Linked DNA regions of Mus musculus: regions 2 and 3 are each linked to region 1. A link is a contact called in public Hi-C data. All regions are on one chromosome and are shown on one strand. The core of a region is the stretch at or near the end of the contact, and the rest is flanking DNA. Distances in the headings are between cores, read along the strand shown.

Region 1 (3,753 bases), core at 749-3,248:
TATTTTCTGATCAGTTTAGAATATATGTGTTCTAAGTCATACCCAGCAACAGAGGTACAACTTGGGTCTATTTTTTTCATCATCATCATCAACAACAACAACAACCAAACAAAACCTGAAGATCTTTTTAAAATTAAAGTGAAACAAAATAATATAGCCAGACTTTATCAGGATATTTATAACCTTTCCTTGATTGGTCACAATAGAGCCCTGCAACTCCGTTCCTTCATGGAATATCTATGGAATTTGCTTTCATAAGCCTCTTGTAACTGTATAATATTAAATATTGAGGGGAAGTTATAATACATCCTTCACATGGTACTTCTAAAAAGGATCAACTGTGGTATTTTCCACTTTCTTCAAATAGGTATTGCTGGCCATTTACACCAACTCAAGCAACAGGCTTTTCTGCCATGACCTCCCTTTGTAAATTTTGTATACTTAGTAGCCGTTGTAAATCCTCAAGGCACAAAAGTGGCTAGGTCTTGGCCTCAGGAGCTCTAGCAAGGGTGTAAAGGCTAAAACAGCTGTAACTGCCTTTCTAGTGCTTCAAGGCAGGAAATAGCCAGACCCCCCCCCCCACACACACATGTGCCCTTGACTTCCCTAATGGTCATCTTTTAAAGGCTGTAATAGCCATTCCCAGCCCAGGTCTCGCCGTACAAGAAAAAAGTAAAATAAAATCCCAGACCACCCTGGAAAGTAACCCCCCACCCCAGAATCCTGATATATTTCCCCATCCCCCAATTCTGCCCAGTTCTCTGTTGCTTCTCTTCCAAGCAGGGCAACCACCCTCCTTAGCTTTTCCCTCCAAATTAATCCCTTGCCTGAGCTTAGTTGTGCAGCAAGACTTTGTGGTATTCCTTGGCTCCTGACTGCCAGGATACCTTTTGGAGCAGAACTGTCACAGGGAAAATTTTCTATGAGCCAGAGCAAAGCTGTAACACCTGCATCAGGGAAACTTTCCCAGCAGCTGAAGCCTTCCCCTAACAGAGCCGTAACACTTAAAGATGTGTTACCAGCGACACAAGAGACAGTGTCCACAGGGAATTATAGTCTCTAAGCTTATTTGCAAGCTATCTTAACAAACTGACAAGTGTTCTCACAACAAAGACGGAAGAGAATGAAAGGCAGGGGCAGGAGTCAGGTATAAGCCAAGGAACGTCTGAAGCACCAGATGCTGAAGATACATGGGACGTCCACTCACTCCTTGGGGCTTCAAAAAGGGCCCCCTGCTCAACCAACTAACATCTGCATTTCAGAACAGTTAGGCAGTAAGGTTCTGTTGTTTGGCGCGACGTGGGATCCCCTGGAACTGCCGCCATGTAGGTGCTGGGAAATGAACCCAAGTCCTCTCCAAGAGCAGAAAACAGCTTAGCCATCTCTGCAGCCCCCAAGACCAAGTTTGTTTCTATTGCTTCCTCGCTAAAATGGAGTAATACCTTAAATATATATCCTAAAGTGGAACCGTGGGGGAAAAAATGCATGCCCAAGAACGGGCCTACATTAAAAACGCCACACACACATTTATGGAAAGAGCTTTTCACAATATTTGACTGTGCTCCGTTCTTTACACTTATGGTTCCCGAGGGATCTAATTTATCCGGAGATTCGCAGCTAGGGTGGGAAATAAGGGAGACATGGGTGTTGGCAAACACGATTACAACAGAAGAGACTCCGGTACAGCTTTTACCCTCCAGGCTAGACTAACGACGCAAACAGACACTAACGAGCGAGCTGTCCCAACGCTAACCCAGCTTGCAGACTTCGCTGTCTTTTAACTCCTTCAGGACCTGGGTGGCCCTCGCGAGAACCCGCGTCGTTCCCAGAAATCTGCAGGCTCAAGCGTCACTTTCCCAAGCCACGGACTCGTCTTCCACGGGACGGATCCCTTCGAGGGCCAAAACTCATGCAGCCCTCTCAGACGAGAGGTGTGGCGAAAATGGACCAACAGGAACTACGGATTTCGTGTTTCCTAAGCTCCACCCCTTGACCCCAGTACCAGGACGTAACGCTACAATCAGCGGATCCGGGGCGGGGCAGAACGCGGAAGCGGAAGCGGAAGCGGCGGGGGGTGGTGGCGGAACTCTGCGAGTTTCTGCCCCACGTGTGCGGTGAGTGTTGTGGAGAGTTTGGTGCGGGAAGTGTGGGGCGAGTGTCCGCCGGCCGCTCGGGAGCGGGGAGCTCTGCGGGGTGGTGGGCGAGCGGCGTCTTCAGCTCCATCTCCGGGACGGTCTACCTGGCCGCTTCTCTGGCCCGGAGTTGGAGGAACCCTGGCGAGGGCAGGGGTTAAGCCCTCTCTGTTAACTTGATTATTGTAGAGCTAAAGGAACAAGTTTCGCTGTCAAACTCCGGCCTGTGCGAGTCACAGTCAGCCCACTCGTCCCGTGTCAGACGTTGTGCATAGGAGCAGTGCAGGGAAAACTGAAGCGATCCATAAGCCAAGCATGATGGGAGGCAAGAGTATTTTAAACAGAGGCAGTGGGATGTCCCGGAGGTGGAAGTCAGGAGTAAGGCGCGGACTGGACAAAGAGGAAGGTAGAACTGTGGAGCCTTGGTGTCGAGTCTCTTTATTTTTGTGTAGTGGGAAGTATTTTGCTTTGTGTTCCTAGGCATATAAAATAATGAAGGATTATTAGAAAAGATCGGGAGGCTCATGGTAGGTCTTGACTCTCTTAAGGAGATTTTTGATGATTTGCATTGAGTGTTGGTAGTAGAGACAGAGGTATCTTTAAGGAGACTGCAGGATAACTTACTGTTGGGTACACGATGACTACCAAAGAAGTGAACATCAGGAGCCGTGCTCCAGTTTTCTCTCTGCGAAGTGGAGTAGATGGTCCCCGTTGAATACAGCAGGAATAGACAGGGAGAGAAAGATAGTAATTTGTAGTGGAATGCAGAGGATTGTGTCTCAGACATTAAGCATAAGACGCCAGTTATATACATAATCAAGAAGTGTTGAGGACTCAGGTCTGTGTAGGACGTTATCTCAGGGTCCCAAGGCTGCACAGTCTAGAATACCTAATTTGCTTGTCTTGCTCTTGGATTAGCCGTTAATTTGATTGCTTAGTAACTTGGTGAACAGTGCTTTAAGTGACCAGGGTTAACATCATCATGACTGCCGCATAGCTTTGTCACTGTGAGAGCAGCACTTCTTTGCTGTCATGTGCCACCCCTTCCCCTGGCCCAAGCATAACCTCAGTCTAATAATGAAAATCTTAAACTCCCAAAGGGGACATAACCTGGAAAAAAGGACATGAGGTGGCTACATTAACTGTATCTTGGAATAGGAAGAGGACAGGAATGAGAAAATTGATTTCCAAATAAACCCTGTGTTATACTAGTGTTATTTTCATAAGTTTCATTACACTGTCTTATTAAGTTGTCAGTGGGGAAGCTGGGTAATAGATCTATAGGCTCTATATCGTTTTAACTCTAATGTAAGAGGCATAGTTTTAAAATAGAGTATGTAAATAAGGTTTTTCTAGACAGCTACATGTGAGGGCCATTGGCACAATTGCTTAGCATGTGGTAGTACATGAAACCTACATGCAGAAATGCAAATGCGAATGTGATGTCTTACCAGGTAATAAAATGAAAAAGTGAAAAAGAGATGCCCCGCAGGAAGCTGAGCAGGTCCTGTGCTGGAATTATAGATCTGTACCCTGTGTATACACTGCTGGGCATCAAACCCACTGCATTTTCCAGAGTGTTTCCTGGACAAATTTGGTTCTATTAGGTTTAGGAAGTCTT
Region 2 (3,753 bases), core at 330-2,829, 3.7 Mb after region 1:
GTCCACCTCAAAGATGAGAAACTGGAGTGATCACGATATTAAATGTCTAACCTTTGTTACAATGTTTTAGAAAATGACACCAGTGATTAAAAAATGAACCTTCTCACTTGCCCAGCTTCCCCCCCCCCCCCAAAGGATGTGTCTTTTACTTGCTCTGCAGCTGGAATTCTCAAAAAGGGCCTCAAAGACAGACACACAAGACATCAAAGCATTCCTTAAAAGGCCCAGCAGCCACTATGGCTACTGCCAGGAAATCACTCCAAACACTCATTGGGGAAAAAAGTCAGCAGTCAAAAGAGGAAAGGAGGACGACTTAGGGGCTGTCGGGGCTGGCAGGTATGTTTAGAGGCCAGTAGTCTTTTGTCTTGAAGGAAGTACAGTTTTAAGTCCTTAATTGAGAGAAGAAAGCAGGCCATCTGAGGACTTCTAAATTCTTTTCTGAGATCATCTTGGAGGAAAAGAACACTTGATTAAAGTGTTTGGCCTTTCATTTAGTGGAAAAGCTAAGGAGGCTAGAATGCGTAAAAATAATTCATGTGTTTTAGTAAAAAAAATTAAAATATTAAAAATAAATTGTATAACCAATGAGAAAATAATACAAAACCGGACTTCATGTTTGTTTCCCCAGGAATGGGCTACATTCTGGCTTCTTATTCTTTTGTATACTGATGTAGGTAACTCTTTAGTAGCTTCCTTTCCATTCGTTAAAGGGAGAGTATCAGGAAAAGAAAAATACAATCTTAAGAGTATCTTCCTAGAGAGTAACAAATAAAATGGAAAGGGAGGAGAAAGAGATAATATATGTATCAGTTCAGGAGTGAACTTTTAGAAGGCAACAATGCTAGGTAAGAATGCCTTAAGATGCTCGTCTGTAACTTCGGACGCGCTACTAATAAAAAAAAAGTATCCAGTTTGCAACAGCTTTATAAGATCCACTCAGGTCACCTTCAAAAATTGTTACATCCGACTCGCTTTGCAATTTTGTGACAAGCGAGTCGAAAAGTCAAAGGCAGCTTCCAATCACCTTTAGTTAACCCGAAAGGGGGCTGTAGGGAGTATGATGGGGTGGATAATCCTCTATAGCCACGCACTGGATGCAACCGAGAGTCGCCTCCAAGACACAGAGACCCACGGTAGTGGCCCGCGGGGCAAGCGCATCCCGGCGGAGGGCGGCGGGGAGAAGAGTTGCCACAACTCCCGGGACGCGTCGCGCAGGGCAGAAAACTCCACGCTCCGACGTGGCTCTCGGAGGTCGCTCCCCGGCACTGCCCCGCCACGCGTCTTGGTAACGGCCAGCCGGCTCGGCGCGACAGTCCCAGCCGCGCTCCGCCTGTCGGAAGCGCGCGTGGGCCCCGAGCGGCCCCGGCGAGTGGACTAGAGCGCGGCCCCGAGCCGCCCCCGACGACCCCGGCGGCGCAGGGCGCGCCACTCACATGTGCGGGTTCCTTCGGAAGGCGTTGGTGATGTCCTTCACCACCCTCTGCACCAGCACCGCCACCTCCTCGTTCGACTCGGCCATGTTGGCGGCCGCCGCGATCGGGCGCGCCTCCGGCAGAGCCCAGCCGCCGGCGGGAGTTCCGCGGGGGCGCGCGCGCGCGCTGGCTCAGGCGCGTTCTCGCCGAGGCCGCCGAGCACTTCCGGGTCAGGGAGGGCCGCAGCACCGCTGGGTTGGGCCGGCTCTTCGAGCTCGGTGGCTTTTGGTGGAGTTTTGGTTCACTAGGCGTGGAGGAAGGAGGCTTCCCCCGCACTTCTCCGAGCAGCCGTGTCCCAGAGTGGCCTTTACCCAGGGACCTCCGGATGGCTGCACCAGGCCCGCTTCACCGGCCCACCCGGGGAGGAGGCGGGTTGCTGACCTCCTTTTGCACGCCTGTGCTACTTTATGCATGAAGTGTAAAGTAGCGCGTTTAGTTAGATCTTGTAATGTAGTAAGCAAAGGAAAGAAAGTACAGGAGAAAGAACCCTTCAGATCTCGGGGATAAGGTTAAAAACAAAAGTAACCCACTGTACTTCTGTACTTTTAGCATTTTTGATACATTTCGTGATCACTACGTTAATTTGGAGTATAAAATAAAATAAAGGCTTTGACAATTGTTCCTGACCTCTCTTGCTCCACAAATTATAAGATTGCTCTGTTCCATTTGGATTTTAAAAGTGTTGTAATTAAAATTTTTATTTTTATATATCAGGTTTATTTGTCCCTTCTAAGTACAAAGTTCTGACTGCCTCTAACTGGTGATGGTGTCTCCTCCTCCTCCTCCTCCTCCTCCTCCTCCTCCTCTCCCTCCTCCTCCTCCTCCTCCTCCCCGTCCTCCTCCTCCTCTTCCTCCTTCTCTGATGCTTGAAGTCTGTATCTTTTTAATTTTTGGTTTTTGGCCCTGGCAAGGTAGTGCGTGGCTGTGATCTTGGGAGGTAAAAACAGGAGGTGACATTCAAGGTTATCTTTGGCTGGGCTATTTGAAACTTGGATCTCTGAAAAGCAAACTGTGGTTGGTCCTGATCCTGGTGAAGAAACAAGAGACAGTCTACAAACTTGTGGAAAGCAAAACAGACCTGATTAAGACCCTAAAAGACTCTGACAAGCTCTGGGAGAAGCAGTGAGACAAATGGGGTGTGTTGCATCCCTAGACCAAGAGCAAGTTCAAGAGTCCTGTCGAAGAGTGATACCAGGGGCTGGAGAGATGGCTTAGCAATGAAGTACACTTGTTTTTAGCAACCACAACCACCTGTAACCCCAGCTCCAGATGATCCAACATCCTCTTCTGGCTTCTGTGGGAACATACACGCACACACATCTTTTACATTTTTTTAAAAAGTAATATGCTACTGGAGGTTCCTCGGAAAATTGGAAATAGGTCTACCTAAAGACCCAGCTATACCACTCTTGGGCATATACCCAAAAGATGCCCCACCATGCCACAGGGGCACATGCTCCACTATGTTCATAGCAGCCTTATTTGTGAGAGCCAGAAGCTGGAAACAACCCAGATGTCCCACAATGGAAGAATGGATACAGAAAATGTTCATTTACACAATGGAGTACAACTCAACTATTAAGAACAAGGACATTATGAGGTTTGCAGGCAAATGGATGGAACTACAAAATATCATTCTGAGTGAGGTAACTCAGGCCCAGAAGGATATGCATGGTATATACTCACTAATAAGTGGTTATTAGCCAAAAAACATATAGAATACCCAGAATACAATCTACAGAACTCAAGAAGGTTAACAAGCCAAAGGGCCCAAGTGAGGATGCCATAATCCCACTTGGGAGGGAGAAGAAAGCAATCATGGGGACTTGGGGGTAAGTGGCAGAGGGAGGGAGGAACCTGGGTGGGATAAGGGACAGGGAGGGAAAAGGGGGACATGATCAGGTATTGGAGGTGGGGACAGGACTGAAGCCCTGAGGCCCAGCCAAAAGAATGGAAACAGACAACCTTGGGAAATAAGAGGTGGGGGGACCCTCTAGAATGTGCCAGAGACCTGGGAGGTGAGAGACTCTCAGGACTAAAGGGAGGGACCTTAGATGAAATGCCCTACACTGGGGAGAGGGAACCTATAGAGCCTACCTCCAGCAGAAAGAAAGGGCATCATGTGAGGGATGGGGTTGCCATCCCACAGTCAAAATCTCCGACCCAGAATTGTTCCTGTCTAAAAGAACTGCAGGGACAAAAATGGACAAGAGCCTGAGGGACAGGAGGTCCAGTGACAGGCCCAAATTGGGAGTCAGCTCAAGGGGAGGCTCCAAGGCCT
Region 3 (3,753 bases), core at 426-2,925, 3.1 Mb after region 1:
CTCTCCAGAGGATCCATTTCTGTTCTTTATAATCTAACCAGCCTCAGGCAGTACATTACAGCAGCACAGAATGGACCATGATGCTGACCGGTAGCGTAGCCCTCACTGTTTTGCAGACTATTGGCTTCCATGGATGGGCACATGATCCCAGAGAGCCAGTTAGAGCTGTGATATTGAAACTAAGAAAAACTCCTTTTCTAAGACAGAGGGTGTAAGAGCCCTCGGACCAGAAATCAGGAAGCCAGGGTTCTAACTCCCCTTCAATCAGGGGGGAGTCACTTAATATGTCAGGGCTTCCAATTCCATATCTGAAAATTAGCTACAGGTCAGAGAGGGAGAAGGAGAGGAAGGAAGGAGAGAGAGAAAGAGAGAGGGGGAGGGTTGCATTAGCAGTCACTACAAACTTCCCCTTTCCTTTGTGGCTTTTTGTGGGAAATCAGAAGCAATAGTATCCCAAGTCAGGTGGTACATGGAGGATGTTCTTAAACGCTTTGCTGCTGACCGCTGCTGTCATTCAATCCTTCTTGAGACCCTGGAGGCAAAAGACTCCTCTGACACTGTCTCTTAACTCTTGAAGCTCAGAGTTCTCCAGTGTCATAATGGCAACCCGAGACAATGCACAGACTCCTTCTCACACTGACATAAAAGCCAGGAGAACTACCAGGAGTGTGAGGAACCTGTTGGGGCTGCTGGGGGGGAAAAAAAAAAAAACAGCTATGAGGAGAACCAATCACCAGTCCTGACTACTCCTCATCCAAGAAGCATTCGGGTACTTCAGCCGGGCACTTCCTTATTCCTACTGTTGTTTCAGAATCCCATACATGTATACAATGTGTTTTCGATCAAACTCACCTGCCACTCCCAACTCCTACCGAACCACCCCACCCCTCCTCCCAATTTTATGTTCCTTTTTAAATTTTTATTTATTTATGTGTTTATTTGTTTATTTACTTATTTATTTTGACTAGGTCTCACTATGTAGCTCCGGCTGTTCTGAAACTCACTATGTAGCTCAAGCTGGCCTCGAACTCCATATACCTGACTCTGCCTCTCGGGTGCTGGGATTAAAGGTGTACACTACCACCGCTCTGAATTTTTTTTTTTTTAAACCGACTCCACTTAGCCCTAACAGTGTATACAGTGTAGGACCATCCCCATGGAGCTAGGACAGCCAATCAGAGGCCATATCCCAGAAGAAAACTCACCCTCCCTCATCCTATAGCCATCAGCAACCAATAGTTCCTCGGCTGAGCCTGGGGCTACGGAAGCCCCTCCTCCATTCATGCTGCCTGGTACTTCTATTGCCTAAGAGATGCGGAATTTGAGATGATCGGGCAGTTGAAGCTAGCTGTTAGAACTAGTTTTGTTTTGTTTTTTAAGCAAAGCTATTTTGATCACCAGCGTATCTTCAGAATCACCCACTACCACTCTGTAAAATTGTTGTCAGCGAATAAACTTGCAGGGGTCAGTGTTTACACACTAGTGCTGCCCAAGGGATACGTTGCGAGTTTGGCGCAGAGCAGGTTCTGGGTTCTGGTTAAAGGTCTGCACAGGGCTGTAGTGCTGGACCTGCGCGCAGGAGCCCAGCCGCGGCGCTCGGGGGGGGGGGGGGGCGGGGGGGGGCGGGGGGGGGGCACGGCCACCAGGTGGCACCACCGAGTCCTCGCGCGGGGCGGAGCGGCCGCGGAGCTGGAGTAGCATGTGGGCGTTCGGAGGTCGCGCAGCCGTGGGCTTGCTGCCCCGGACGGCGTCCCGGGCCTCCGCCTGGGTCGGGAACCCGCGCTGGAGGGAACCGATCGTAACCTGCGGCCGCCGAGGCCTACATGTCACAGTCAACGCCGGCGCCACCCGCCACGCCGTGAGTACGCGCTTCGCCGGGCCGCACACCGGAGCGCAGGCCGCGCCCGCCCCTATGCCGGGGACGCGCAGCGCGCACGCGCCGAGTCGCTCTGGTTGCGCGCGCGTTTGGGTGCAGGGCGCGCGCGGTGTTTGCGCGGGCTTCGGACCTTGGCGGTGGGGATGGGAAAAGACGAGTTTCCGTAATTAACACAGGATGTATAGCGTGTGCAGCAGGGCGTGTTTATTATTGTGTGCACTCCGAAGTTGCCTTTTTCAGGGCGTGAGACTAATGGGGTTGTGGAGTTGCTCTGAGCAGGGCTTTTTGTTGCTTGTTTGCCTCACTCTGTATCCCTGGCTAGCCTAGGATTGGCTGAGTACCCCAAAGTGGCTTCAATCCTGTGATCCTCCTGCCTCCTCTCTGCTGGGATCACAGGTGTAGCAGCAGAGCCCTAGAGTCCAGCTTTTGGAAAATGAGGGGATCTTGGTTCCACGTTCTGACTGCGCGGCGCTGGAGAGCCCTGTGACCTTGGGGAGACCCTAACTGTCTGGGGGCAGGGCTTGGCTTTCTGTTCCGAGGAGATTAAAGGGTAACACCCATTTTGCGATTTTGGCGGGAGAATTAAACTGTATTCGCAAAGGCCTTAGCACTTCAGATAAGTCTCGGTTCTTAGTAGATGCAAAGAACAGAATCTGTTACTCCGTGGCTTGAAAAGACAGCAGTAGGGTGAAGGAAGGCTTTCCGGAGAGGGCCGTGATAGATGCCAAAGAACGGGTCTGGGGAGCATTCTAGGAAGGGGAGAGCTATGGACAAAGGTGGAGTAGGCTGTGGGATAATAATGTCTACAGGTTTAAACCCAGCTTAGGATTCTTGAGGTCCTGTCATTAAAATAAAAAACAATAATAAAAATAGGGCTAGCTTTGTAGCTCAGCAGTGACATGGTCACTTAGCGTTCAAGAGTTCTTGGGTTCTTTCTATAACACTGAAAAAGAAAGTTTAAAAACAAAACAAACAAAAGTGGACTGGTCAGAGAGAGAGACGGCTAGGGTTTGAAGGGCCGAACCTGTAACCCATGCTTCCTCAAACACTTTCTTGGATGTTTACTGCCCTGTTCTTCCCTTGCCTGGCGCCTGACAGCTGGGCTCCAGTTGCAGCTGTGCACTTTGGATTTCTGCATCTCTGAGAGCCTGAGCAACTTTGTCTTTGGCATCTCCGTTTCCTCGCCTGTACAATGCAAATACAGTCGGTCCATCTTTATGCTCAGAGTCTGTTCTCAGTGGCTCAATATCGTTTACGGTCCCCAGTTGTCTACCCTGATGCTCCTACAGTCACTTTGAAAGCGGCAGACTGGCCAAAAGCGCAAGGCTCATGGAAGGTGTCCCCTCCCGGCCGTTGTCCAACAAGGCTTGATTCCGCTGTCACGGAGTGAGCAGATATTCAGTCTCTTCAGCGAAATGCCTGTTTGCGTCGATGTACCTGTGGGAGACTTTGTCGTTTGAAAGTGGTCCCCAAGCCTAGAGCCACAGTAAACATAGTAAGATTGTGGAATGGCTTGCAAAGAAAATGTATGAAAGAAACACCTCACTCAGGTGGGCAGTGGTGGCACAGGCCTTTAATCCCAGTACTTGGGAGGCAGAGGCAGGCGGATTTCTGAGTTCGAGGCCAGCCTGGTCTACAGAGTGAGTTCCAGGACAGCCAGGGCTACACAGAGAAACCTTGTCTCGAGAAAAAAAAAAAAAAAAAAAAGAAAGAAAGAAAGAAAGAAAGAAAGAAAAAAAGAAACACCTCACTTCAGCATGAGTTATAAGTGTTCTTGCTTCAAGTTCAAAGCTGACAAACCAATAATATATAATAAATAAAGTGTCTTTAGACAGACATGCACAAACAGAATTATGCATACGCATTGGCCATTTGAT

Evidence for each region. A called contact is a pair of places that touch in the nucleus more often than the background predicts.
Region 2: a contact with region 1 is called in a Hi-C map of CD8 T cells, with 9 times the contacts expected there. A contact is called at or near these places in 1 of 39 promoter capture datasets (pre-B cells), 3 of 484 Hi-C or Micro-C datasets (CD4 T cells, CD8 T cells and regulatory T cells) and 1 of 9 other capture datasets (liver).
Region 3: a Hi-C map of the G1E-ER4 cell line shows a contact between it and region 1, with 5 times the contacts expected there. A contact is called at or near these places in 3 of 484 Hi-C or Micro-C datasets (CD4 T cells, CD8 T cells and the G1E-ER4 cell line).

Annotation. Positions count from the first base shown.
Region 1 is chr19:27,428,153-27,431,905 of GRCm38.p6, reverse strand. It overlaps Pum3 (pumilio RNA-binding family member 3), which reads left to right and starts at 1,998. Exons shown (of 18, transcript NM_177474.5): 1 at 1,998-2,114. C030016D13Rik (RIKEN cDNA C030016D13 gene) reads right to left here and starts at 1,869. Exons shown (of 1, transcript NR_027987.1): 1 at 1-1,869.
Region 2 is chr19:23,685,226-23,688,978 of GRCm38.p6, reverse strand. Ptar1 (protein prenyltransferase alpha subunit repeat containing 1) reads right to left here and starts at 1,579. Exons shown (of 7, transcript NM_028208.1): 1 at 1,434-1,579. The coding sequence starts at 1,519.
Region 3 is chr19:24,278,512-24,282,264 of GRCm38.p6, reverse strand. It overlaps Fxn (frataxin), which reads left to right and starts at 1,675. Exons shown (of 5, transcript NM_008044.3): 1 at 1,675-1,858. The coding sequence starts at 1,700.